Regions from separate parts of the Capsicum annuum genome. Here region 1 is linked to region 2. Evidence: chromatin contacts called from public Hi-C data. All regions are on one chromosome and are shown on one strand. Each heading gives the region's core, a stretch centred on a gene start, on an enhancer-like site or on the middle of the called end of the contact. The rest is flanking DNA. Distances are from core to core; before and after follow the strand shown.

Region 1 (5,617 bases), core at 1,857-4,356, 51 kb after region 2:
TTTATTTTCATAAAAAAAACTTAATTTAAATTATATTTCATACTTAAAAATTCAATCATATTTTATATTTTCCTAAAAAATACATTTAAATTCTAAAAATTAACTATAAAAATTATACCTAAATATAACTCCAATTCTAAAAATTTTAAATAATTTTTTTTTATTTTCGTGATTAAATGCCCGCTTAGTATCGCTGAATGAAACGTGGCAATACTATACCCTTTAAGCTAGAGAGAGCTCTATTTTCAAAACAAGTAGATTGATTTGATTTAATTAATTGCTCTCTTCGTTTCATTTTAAGTACTTGATTCATATATACTACAAATAGTTATTTCAATTAATTTATTTAATTTATAAAATGAATAAGTTTTATTATTTTTAATTTTTATTCGTAATATTAAATAACTAAGTAAAGCAATATATAAAAATTAAAAAATTTGAGCTTCAAAATAGGTCAAACAAAATGAGACAGAAGGAGTAGGTAAAAAACCATCTACATTCGTTATATAAATCTAATTAATATAATTTAACATAATTAAGAAATTAAATAAATTAAAATAAAAAATAAATAATATAAATTTTAAATTCACATTAGTACATAATATGTATATACTAGAGGAGCACGACCCGTGTCAGCACGGACCCAACATTAAGATATTTATTTATCTTTTCAATCTTGATACATTTAAATAAATTTTTTTAATAAAAGGATTGCATATGTTTTTTAGGATTCATCCGGAATCTAGCATGAGTTCAACATATGTTATTTTAATATGTATTTAGATAATTTTAGTTGTTAACTATTTTAATTTATAATATTTTTTATGTAATTTTCAAATTAATATACGTTACTTTTCTTGTCCAAATTATTGTGACATTGATAGTCAATTATATTTTAAAAATAATTTAATTTTTTAATTATTGTGATTTATGATACTTTTCTTCTATTCCAATTTCAGTGACACTAATATAATTTCAAGAGTCGATCAAATATTTTATATCTTTTAAATTTTTTAAGTTGTTAATTATTGTGATTTCTAGTATTTTTCATGTAATTTTTTTGAAATATATAACATATTAAATTATTTTTAGATATTTTACATTGTTAACAATTGTAATTTATAATACTTTTTATGGAATTTTTGAATAATATATGCTACTCTCTTTGTCCAGAATTTTGTGTCGATGACAACCAATTATATTTTTTAAATAATTTAAATTTTTTATCATTGTGATTTATAATATTTTTTCTATCTCAACTTATGTGGCACAATGCTTAAATGACCATAATAATTAATTAGAGGTGATATAGTAAAGTCACGACTGAAGCAGCTGAAGTAGAAATCAATAAATTTTTAATTTTTTTTTTTGTTAATTGTTATTATTTACAGTACTTTTTATTTCATTTTCAACTAATATATAATGCTTTATATCGTTCGAAAGACGAAAATTTAATTTAAAACATTAAGTGTTAATTTCATATTTTATGTTTATTTTATTTTTTATTAAATATTATTTATTTTCTTAATACATAGATGACTCATAATAATTAATTAAGAGTGATTAATTATGTTATTACTATAAAATTAATAGTTTTATCATATCCAAAAGTAATCATCGATAATTCATCGAAATAGTATATTAATTAAATACAGGATGCTATATTTGCATATGAAAAATATGATATTATTAAACATTATTGGATAGTGCATTATATTTATCTTTCACAATAATAAAATTTTACTATATATTTTACTTTATTTCTTTTTAACTGATACATATTGACCCAACACAAATTCTTAGAAAATATTCAATAGAAAGCTATTTTATTAAATTAAATTTATTAATTTCGTAATTTAAAAATTTTAAGTTAAGTTTAAATATTAGTATTTCTATATAAGGAAAAAGTAATTTTAAAATTTAAATTTTCTAAAATAAATAAATAAATAAAAATATTATTTTTTATATAAAAGTCAATTAAAATAATAAAATTGATTTAATTTAAATATTTTGTTGCAATTAATTAAGATAATTTTTTATTTTGTCATAATTTATGCTGCACCGATAAAATTTTGAGAGTTGAATAGAACTTTTATCTATTTTTAAAAAAGTATTTTAACTTGTTAATTATTGTGATTTATAATAATTTTTACATAATTATCAAATAATATATTACTCCTTGTGTCCCAATTTATGTGGCTTCGATACAATTTTGAGAGTCAACTAAAATTTTTAGATATCTTTTAAATATTTTAAGTTGTTAATTATTATGATTTGCAGTACTTTTTGTTTTATCTCAATTTATGTGGCATTGCTAAAATAATGAGAGTCAATAAAAATTTTATATGTCTTTTAAATATTTTACGTTATCAATTATTGTGATTTGTGGTAATAAATTAGTTTTGAACACGATAGTCAATTAAATAAATGAAAATTTTTTACTTCCAATATGTACTTATAGTTAATTAATATAAATTAATAGAATATATTAAATATTTAAATCATTATGATGAAATAATGGAATTATTATATATTGGGGCATGATATGTAATTAAGTGGGAGTAGAGGGATTTTTTGGTAAGAGTCAATAAAATTTCTACATGTCTTTTAAATATTTTAAGTTATTAATTATTGTGATTTGTGGCAACAAATTAATTTTGAACATGATAGATAATTAAATAAATAAATAAATTTTACTTTCAATATGTAGTTATAGTTAATTAATATAAATTAATAAAATATATTAAATATTTAAATTATTATAATAAAATTATTATATATTGGGGCATCATATGTAATTATGTGAAAGTAATTGAATTTTTTGGTAATTGAAAGAAGTGTTCGAAACCATCTCTTCTATATAATAGAAATTTGATTTGATGTGTGTATCAAGTAGAGATAAATTTTTATGGAAAGAATACTCCTTTGACAATGAGAAAAGAAGAAGTATGAAATTACTAGAGCCACAAGAGTGTTGTCATTATTTTGAGTCATTAAGATTTTATAGATTTTAAAATAACAGAAAAGGCAAGAAAAGCTGCAACAGTGAACTTAAATGACAATAACTTATGTGGCAGTAATTTAATAACTTCCTGTGTGTTTTTCTGGTCCTATTTGGATAAGTCTCCTCTTTTCCTTTTCCCCTCTTCCCTCCTGTCACCTTGTTAATCTTTGATCCTCAACTGGAGAGTTTAGTTTTGTAAAATTACAACTGCCATTGACCTTGGAAGCTTACCTTTTCCCTTTTGAACCTGAGTCTTTTTTTTTTATGGGAAAAGTATCAAATTTATTCTCAATTTTTAAAAATTAATTAAATATATCATTCATTATATTTTGAGGTTAAATTTATTTTCACTTATATTTTGGAGTTAAATTTATCCTATCTGTCATATTTTGAGGTCAAATTTATCTCTTTATTTTAAAAAATTGGCTAATATTCTTCAACATATTTTGAGATCAAATTTATCTTTGATGTCATATTTTGGGGTTAAATTTACCTTTGATGTCATATTTATCCTCATTGTTAATTAACTTTTCAAATGTACTCTTTCTTTTATGAGAAAATACATGTTTTCCCCCCTAAAGTTGCAACAAAAACTTATTTTAACCATTAAACTTAATCTGTAATTATTTACCCCCCTTATGAACTTTAAAATGTATTATTTTACTCCTTTAAAAGCTGATGTGGAAAAAAAAAAAAAACATAGGGCGCATTTTAGTGAAAAAAAAAGTGTAAAAATAATTTAAGTGGGGCCCACATTAAAATTTTCACCCATTTTCTTTTCACTTCTTCCTCACACCCCACCACCCCATGGCTTCTTCTTCCCTCACCCACCATCCCATGTCTTTCCTTCCTCCATTTTTTTTTTTTCACTTCTATCAATCAAAAATATTCAATCAAATACACAATCATAAGAAGAATAAAATACACAAATTATATAACAAATAAATTTTTCTATAAGATCAAGAATAAACAAATTAATTTTATTTTCGCACATCAAAATCAAATTTAATTAATAATAACAGATCAAAGATAAAACTAATTTTTTCATTTCAAAGTCCGCGTTTTGGATTACCAAACCATCAGATGTTCGTTCTCCAAGCATTAGAACCACTTTGCCTTTTAGCTTCAAGCATTTTACAAGAAGCATCTTGTGAAGAACTGAGCAATTGCCCATTATACAGATTTTTTATTTATTTATTTTCTCCATCTTGTCAGCATCACTCAATTGATAAAGCAGCGACGAAGTAGAGGGAGAAATGGGCGGCGTTGATAAGGGAGATGGCGAGTTGGAGTTTTGCTCAGCCGAATTTTTCGCCAGCTAGCGATGGCGGTGACGATGAGCTGTTTTCCGAGTGCGTTGATTGTGGTGGGCTCCAAATTCGAGAGAGAGAAAGCGACATGGATGGTACAAGAAAAGAAGGGAGGAGCATCGACAGTGGTGGCTGAAAGCTCGGAGCTTCGCCGGCCAACGCCTCCGGCAAAGCAGTGGCAAAAAAGTGGAGGCTAAATTCGCCGGAGTTCGGTGGTGGTAACTGCCGGAGAAGGCAGTGAAGATGGAAATTTAAAGAATTTTATATATATATATGTATGTATGTATATATTTATAATCTATATCTATATCTATAATATATTAAAAGTGTGAAGACCCTTAAAAATGAGCTTTGAACTTTTTACCCTTTATTAAAACACTCCACAATAGACAAAATAGTTTTTTCACCTTTTCCCTCAAATTATTGTCATTAAATTATCATAATAATTTTTAAGATTTCAAAATTAATGAAAATTAAGAAATATTATTTGATAAGGAAACATATTATTGATTAAAAATCAAATACTATTTAGAAAAAGTGATGTGAAATCCAAAATTAATGTATAAAAATTTTACATGCACTAGAACTTTTTAACTCACAAATCTAAAACCCTAAGACAAGTAGGCCACAGGGGATAATTTTGGAATAATTTACAACTTCTTCATATATATAGGATAATTTTGAGTTCTGCCCTTCGTCACATCAACTTTAGAATGAATTATCAGACTGGGTATGGAGAGTTTCAAATAACTTTTTTTATTGATTTTTATATTTTGCAACTAATTTGTTTTTGTTCTTCTTTATTATTTACTTGTATAGTCTCTCTCAATTGCCAAGGATATATCAAATTTACGAATAGTACGTGATTGCAGTCATGGGATTCATAAACTTCGAATTTTTATTTTATGGTTGTTTTTCTTTTTTTTTTGATCTTTTATTCTTTTTTGTTAGTATGTTCTAAGACTTGATTATTATTTTATAAGAAACTTTTAAACATCTTTGTATGAAATTTTTGTGACTATAAAATATTAATATGCCATCATGACGTACGTATTGATTATAGAATCGTTTTGTTGATTAATTCTTTATTGATAACAGTTACATGCTCTCAAGATTATTGTTTATAGAGTGAAAATGGTATAAATATCTTTTTTTCCTTTTGTATTGGCTACAAATTATTTTTATTTTGACAAAATAAACCTTAAGCTATATGACATATATATTGAAGATGGATAACTCTTATTCAAGTTCATATTTCTTTTCCATTATATACATTTAGCCATTGTTGCTAACAATAATGTTG
Region 2 (5,440 bases), core at 890-3,389:
GTTATTCCTTTAACTTTTGCATTTGTATTTATCGTATTCTTAATGTGGTTCATGTATTGACTTATCTATTGATGGATTAGAGAGGTTTCATCACTATCCTTGATTTTTGGATCATAACATTATTGTACATTTATGCATGCAAATAACCTTCATAAAATAGTCACTTAATCTTCACCCTCCATGAAAGTGAAAAGTAAGTTAATTGTCTTATAAAATTATTTTGTAAGTATTAACTAATATTTTCAATTAGTTCTATTATTTATTACATTCAATTTGTTCATGCGAAATATTACATTTCATAGTAACACAACCCCTTGAGACAATTTAATTACTACACTTGATACCTTAGACGGCGTTCTTATTCTCCATATATAGAGTCTGTTTGGATAAGCTGGAAAAAAAATGGATTTCAAAAAACACTTTAAAAGTGCTTGTGAAAGTGCTGAAACTTATTTTAAAAATAAGTAGTTATGTATTTGGATAAAAGTGTTAAAGCTGAAAAAAATTGTAGATGTGTTTGGTAGACAATTGTTGTTAAGCACTTTCTTTTAGTCAAAATGTCTAAAATACCCTTATAATTGTTAATATTATATAAAGTTGATTATTATTAGATTTTTATTTTTAAAATTAATTTAAATTTTTATTCAGTTTCAATATAAATTATTTAATACATTTATTTTCTTAAAATATTTTTCGTGAATGAATAAGTTGCTTGTGCTTCATTTTCTTCTTAAAATTGAATAAAAGAGATCTAAAAAGAAGCAAAATTTGTTGTTTCAGTTATATGGATTCGTTTTTCTTTGTGAATTTTGCCACACTAATTAGCCCATTTTTGTTTTACGAGATTTTTTTCTTTTGAAAACTGAACCAAAAACACTTTAAAAAGAGCAAAAATTGTTGTTTCAACTAAATAGGTTTATTGATTTTCTATTTTTCTTCAAGAAAATTGAACAAAAGTCGCTCTAAAAGAAGCTGAATTGCTAATGACCCATTAAAATTTGTTGTTTCAGTGAAATAAACTACCAGAAAAAAAATTCTGCTCAATTACTCATAAACCCCACAAGCATCAAATTGTCAACAACCAATTAAAAAAAAAAGAAATAAAGACAAAAAATTGAGAGAAAAATGCGAACCTAAAGAGAGAAACACAAAAATAGAGAGAAAACATAAAAATGATAGAAGAGAACAAATGTTTTAGGACAAACATGAGGATAATTTTAAAGTATGTGAGAATTATAATGTATAAAGATATCTTTTACTTGGTCAAATTAGAATGACTTTTAAGCCAAAAATAAAAAAGTAAGAATTAAGATATTTTTATTTTAAAAAAACAATTTTTAACTTTTTAAAAATTATTTTGATCAACTTTTAAATCCATCCAAACACCCTCTCATACTTACTTCAAAAAGTGTCCGTTAATGCCTTAGCTTGTGCTGGTACTAAATGCCAAACATATCTATCAACATTTGGAATAGGAGTTATTGACTATTCTTGTACTACAAATAATTCAGTAGCTCCTAGCTTAAGGATAACAAAGACACAAAGTAATACTACTATACTACTTTATTCTTCTAGGTTACTTTAAATATTTTTAAAAATCCCTATATAAAGAATATTCAGACCTCTATGTCGTTTATCAAAATATCTCAAACTTTATGCAAATTGAAATATTCCTATCTATCAAAACAATACCAAATTCTTTTAATGTGCACTAGCTAGAATCGTATATAAATGCGTCTAATCAATTTTCGGACGTCACTCGATTGTTTTCTGACAATGTTTGGGGAAGAAAATTGATCTCATCTGAATAATGTGCACGAGTAGAAAATATTTTTATATAAGTATATAACTATAACTATAGTAGAACTGGTACATGCATGGTCACCCATATTCGTTAATTCATCATGCTCCAAAGCGTTGTTTTTCAAGTATGAATTCCCTTTCCGGCAATTTTTTGTTTTGTAGAGAAGAAATATCAAAAAAAAAAAAAAAAAAAAGAATCCTTTTGCCATAGTTGATAGAACACCTTTTTTTGTATTGACCAATAATACAGAAACAACCAAAGGAGGAGGGCTTTCAAAAATAGAATCCTATACAGAGGCAAGTGGTCATTCCCTTGTCAAATACGAGTTAAAACCCCTCTTGCTTCCCCAAAGTCAATGACAACAACTCACCCCTACTTACCTTAGCCCTTCCTTCTCTCCCGACTCCTCCGATGCCCCAAATAAATATATACGGAGTATATATGTGTATTATTGTTGTAAATTGCAAAAACATTAATAAAGATAGGACCATCCAAATATTAAACTATCCAATGTAAAAATGTCTATCCTAGTTCTCCAGTTATAGAAGCAATCACATAAGCTTTATTTTGCTTTTGAATTTCTCTAGAATTACCCTCATAATGAAACTCAATTTAATTAATCATCAGGAACTTCCAAACGTACATGATCTTTCACAAATAAAAATACAAAATAAAAGATTTATTATTTGGTCATATCTAGTATATCCAACAATATAACATGACTTACATGCCCGTGTCAACTAAGATATATGCAAAAAAAAAAAATTCAAATTTTTAATGAAGTTGACTGGAAATCTTAAATGAGTTATAAACATTTGTGTAATTGTAAAACATTTTATTAAGGATATGAGAGAATATTTAAAATTAATTTTTTAAAGTAAGATAGTACTACCAAAAAGAAAAATACACATATAATGTACTAAAAAGATGTAGTAAATATAATTAATGGATTAATAACGGGCTTTGAAGTGCTCAAGCTCATAGATAATGTCAAAAGGAATTTTGCAGCATACCACTCAGCAGCATATATTTGATGGTCCTGATGCTTGTTTTTCAAGATCAAATATGGGCTCCACAAGTAATACGGGATTTTAAATATACCTAAAAGAATCATTTCATCACATTTATTTTCTATTTTATTTTTTAAAAATAAAATAAAATTATGGGCTTACGCAGAAAGAGAAAAAAAAAAAAGGAAAAGAAAAATTCTCCATTATCCCATCAAAAGTCATTTTCAATTAAGGTATTCGTATTTTTAGACTGAATGATCTTTTAGTAATCTAATTCTCTTGAAGTGGAGGCTAATCATATTTTTCTATTTGCAAAATGAGTTTCTTATTATTCCTTGGATATTTAGAAATACAATAGGAACGCAATTTAAGTGAAGGGATTTTAATTAAATAAAGTGAACCTGTTCATGAGTTCCTAATTATTACTCCCTCCGTCTTATTTTACTCATCTCAAATTTTTTAATTTGTTATCCCATTTTACTTATCCTTTTTTTACTTATCAAGACAAGACAATTTTTTTCTCCATTATACCCTTAGTGTAATTGATTACTCTTTATTATTAACATTTTTGAAAAATGTTGTAAAGAGGAGTATCATTAAGAGTATATCATTAAGAATATCAATGATGTTTTGGTATTAGTCATCCATCAATATTGAAACTAACAACAAGACACAATTAAGAGGGATAAAATGGAAAAGTTACATTACCAATCATTGTTTTCTTAATAGCTGTGTCATTTCAATTTGGGACGGGTAAAATAGGACGGACGGAATGTATTCGTCATTGAAGTCATTTTCATTCTAGATTATTGCATCATATATACCATTTTTTTTGTCTTTGGTGGAGTTTATTCACGATGCAAATATATGGAAAGGAAAAAATAGAGGATCAGTGATGAAACTACTTACAATATGGCAAAGTAAGAATTGTTTCATGTCTGTATATTTAAATTACTCATTTTTAAGTAAGAATTGTTTCATGTCTGTATATTTAAATTACTCATTTTTGTCTCTCAAACATTAATGTAGGGAGAGTTAAATATGGTCTACATATTTTTATCGGTATAACCATGTGGTGAGTACCTAAGTAGGCTCCATTAAAGGAGACTTGTTATCTGAAAAAATTAGGTAGGAGGTGATTAAAAAAATTTTAAATTAAAAATGGTGACAATTTTTATTAGTTAAGTTTAAAGTTTTATTTAAATTGTGATTAATAACATGTTTGGGATTGCTTATTTCCCAAAATAAGCACTTATTTTGAAGAAAAAGCATTTTTTTAAAAAAAAAAAAGGTGTTTGGTAAACTTTCAAAAGTGCTTTTAGAAATAAGCAGAAGCATTTTTTCTGCTTCTGGGAAGAAGCAGAAGCATTTTTTCTGCTTCTGGGAAGAAGCAAAAAATTTCTGCTTCTAAAAAAAAGCAGAAGTAGAAGCAGAAAATACTATATATATATATGTGTGTGTGTGTGTGTCTGTGTGTATTAACATGTCCTACAAGTTTGATTAACGTTTGATTTTTAAAATTGTACATTTCATATTTAAATCATAATTCTTTATGATTTATATATTTTTATTTTATTTTCACTCATTTTTTTAAAATAAATTTGAAAATATCATTGATGATGATGACTAAAGAATATATAAGTTATTTTATTAATATTAATGATAACAATTAACAAATGAATCAAGTTACAAGATTGTACTTTGACATCACATATAAATTTTTTCTCGAATATTTAATTTCCAATAAATAATTCATGAAAAGTGACATATTTGTTAAAATATAGTGTGTATATATATATATATATATATATATAAGATGACTGACTGCTTATTCGTAGTAAATTTGACACCGTAAAAATATATTAAAAAAAGATAACAAATAATAGATAGAATTTTATTTTAAATATTTGTCATCAGGTAGTATACGTATATAGTGTATATATATATATATATATATATATGATGACTGCTTATTCGTAGTAAATTTTGAAATCATAAAAATATATTAAAAAAGATAACAAAATAATAGATAGAATTTATTTTAAATTTTTGTCATCAGGTAGTATACGTATATGAATTTGGCTACTTAATTTTAAAATTGAAATGGCAAAGACATATCCAAAAGAAAAGGCAAAAAATAATAAATATTATCTCATTTAGATATTTGTAAACATGAATATAGTGTTTGCTAAATTTTAGTAAATTTGACAAAGTAAAATGAATCCAAAAAATAAGATAACAAAAAGAAGATAGATTCTAATTAAATATTTATTTGACTTTTTTTTAAAACCTTCTATTCATTCAACGAATTTAGCGTATTGCACATCTTCTCCTTTATCTATAAATACAGATAATATTTCTCATTTATACATATATTTTACTGCTCTCCAGAATATAAAGTCATATATATTATTAATAAGTTATTTTTTGAATCAAAAATGCTTTCTCATGTGAAGGTATGTTTTTTTAATAATTATCATGATATAATTAAATTTTTTATGTGCATACATATAATAGCATATGTGATAATATCGTTGTCTGTGAAATTCTTTGATTTTGTTAAGTTTTTATTTTGACAATAATATTTTTATTTCACTATTTAGTGTAATGTTATTATTATTAATCA

The links. A called contact is a pair of places that touch in the nucleus more often than the background predicts.
Region 1: a Hi-C map of bud shows a contact between it and region 2, with 2.1 times the contacts expected there. The contact joins two enhancer-like sites. A contact is called at or near these places in 2 of 5 Hi-C or Micro-C datasets (bud and placenta).

The regions. Positions count from the first base shown.
Region 1 is chr4:92,407,260-92,412,876 of UCD10Xv1.1, forward strand. No RefSeq gene overlaps it. Among protein-coding and RNA genes, the nearest start is that of LOC107867825, 12 kb to the right of the region's middle. Within about 2 kb of position 3,107, at least 3 of the 5 cell types and tissues checked have an H3K27ac peak or open chromatin away from gene starts, as enhancers often do.
Region 2 is chr4:92,357,237-92,362,676 of UCD10Xv1.1, forward strand. No RefSeq gene overlaps it. Among protein-coding and RNA genes, the nearest start is that of LOC107867825, 62 kb to the right of the region's middle. Within about 2 kb of position 2,140, at least 3 of the 5 cell types and tissues checked have an H3K27ac peak or open chromatin away from gene starts, as enhancers often do.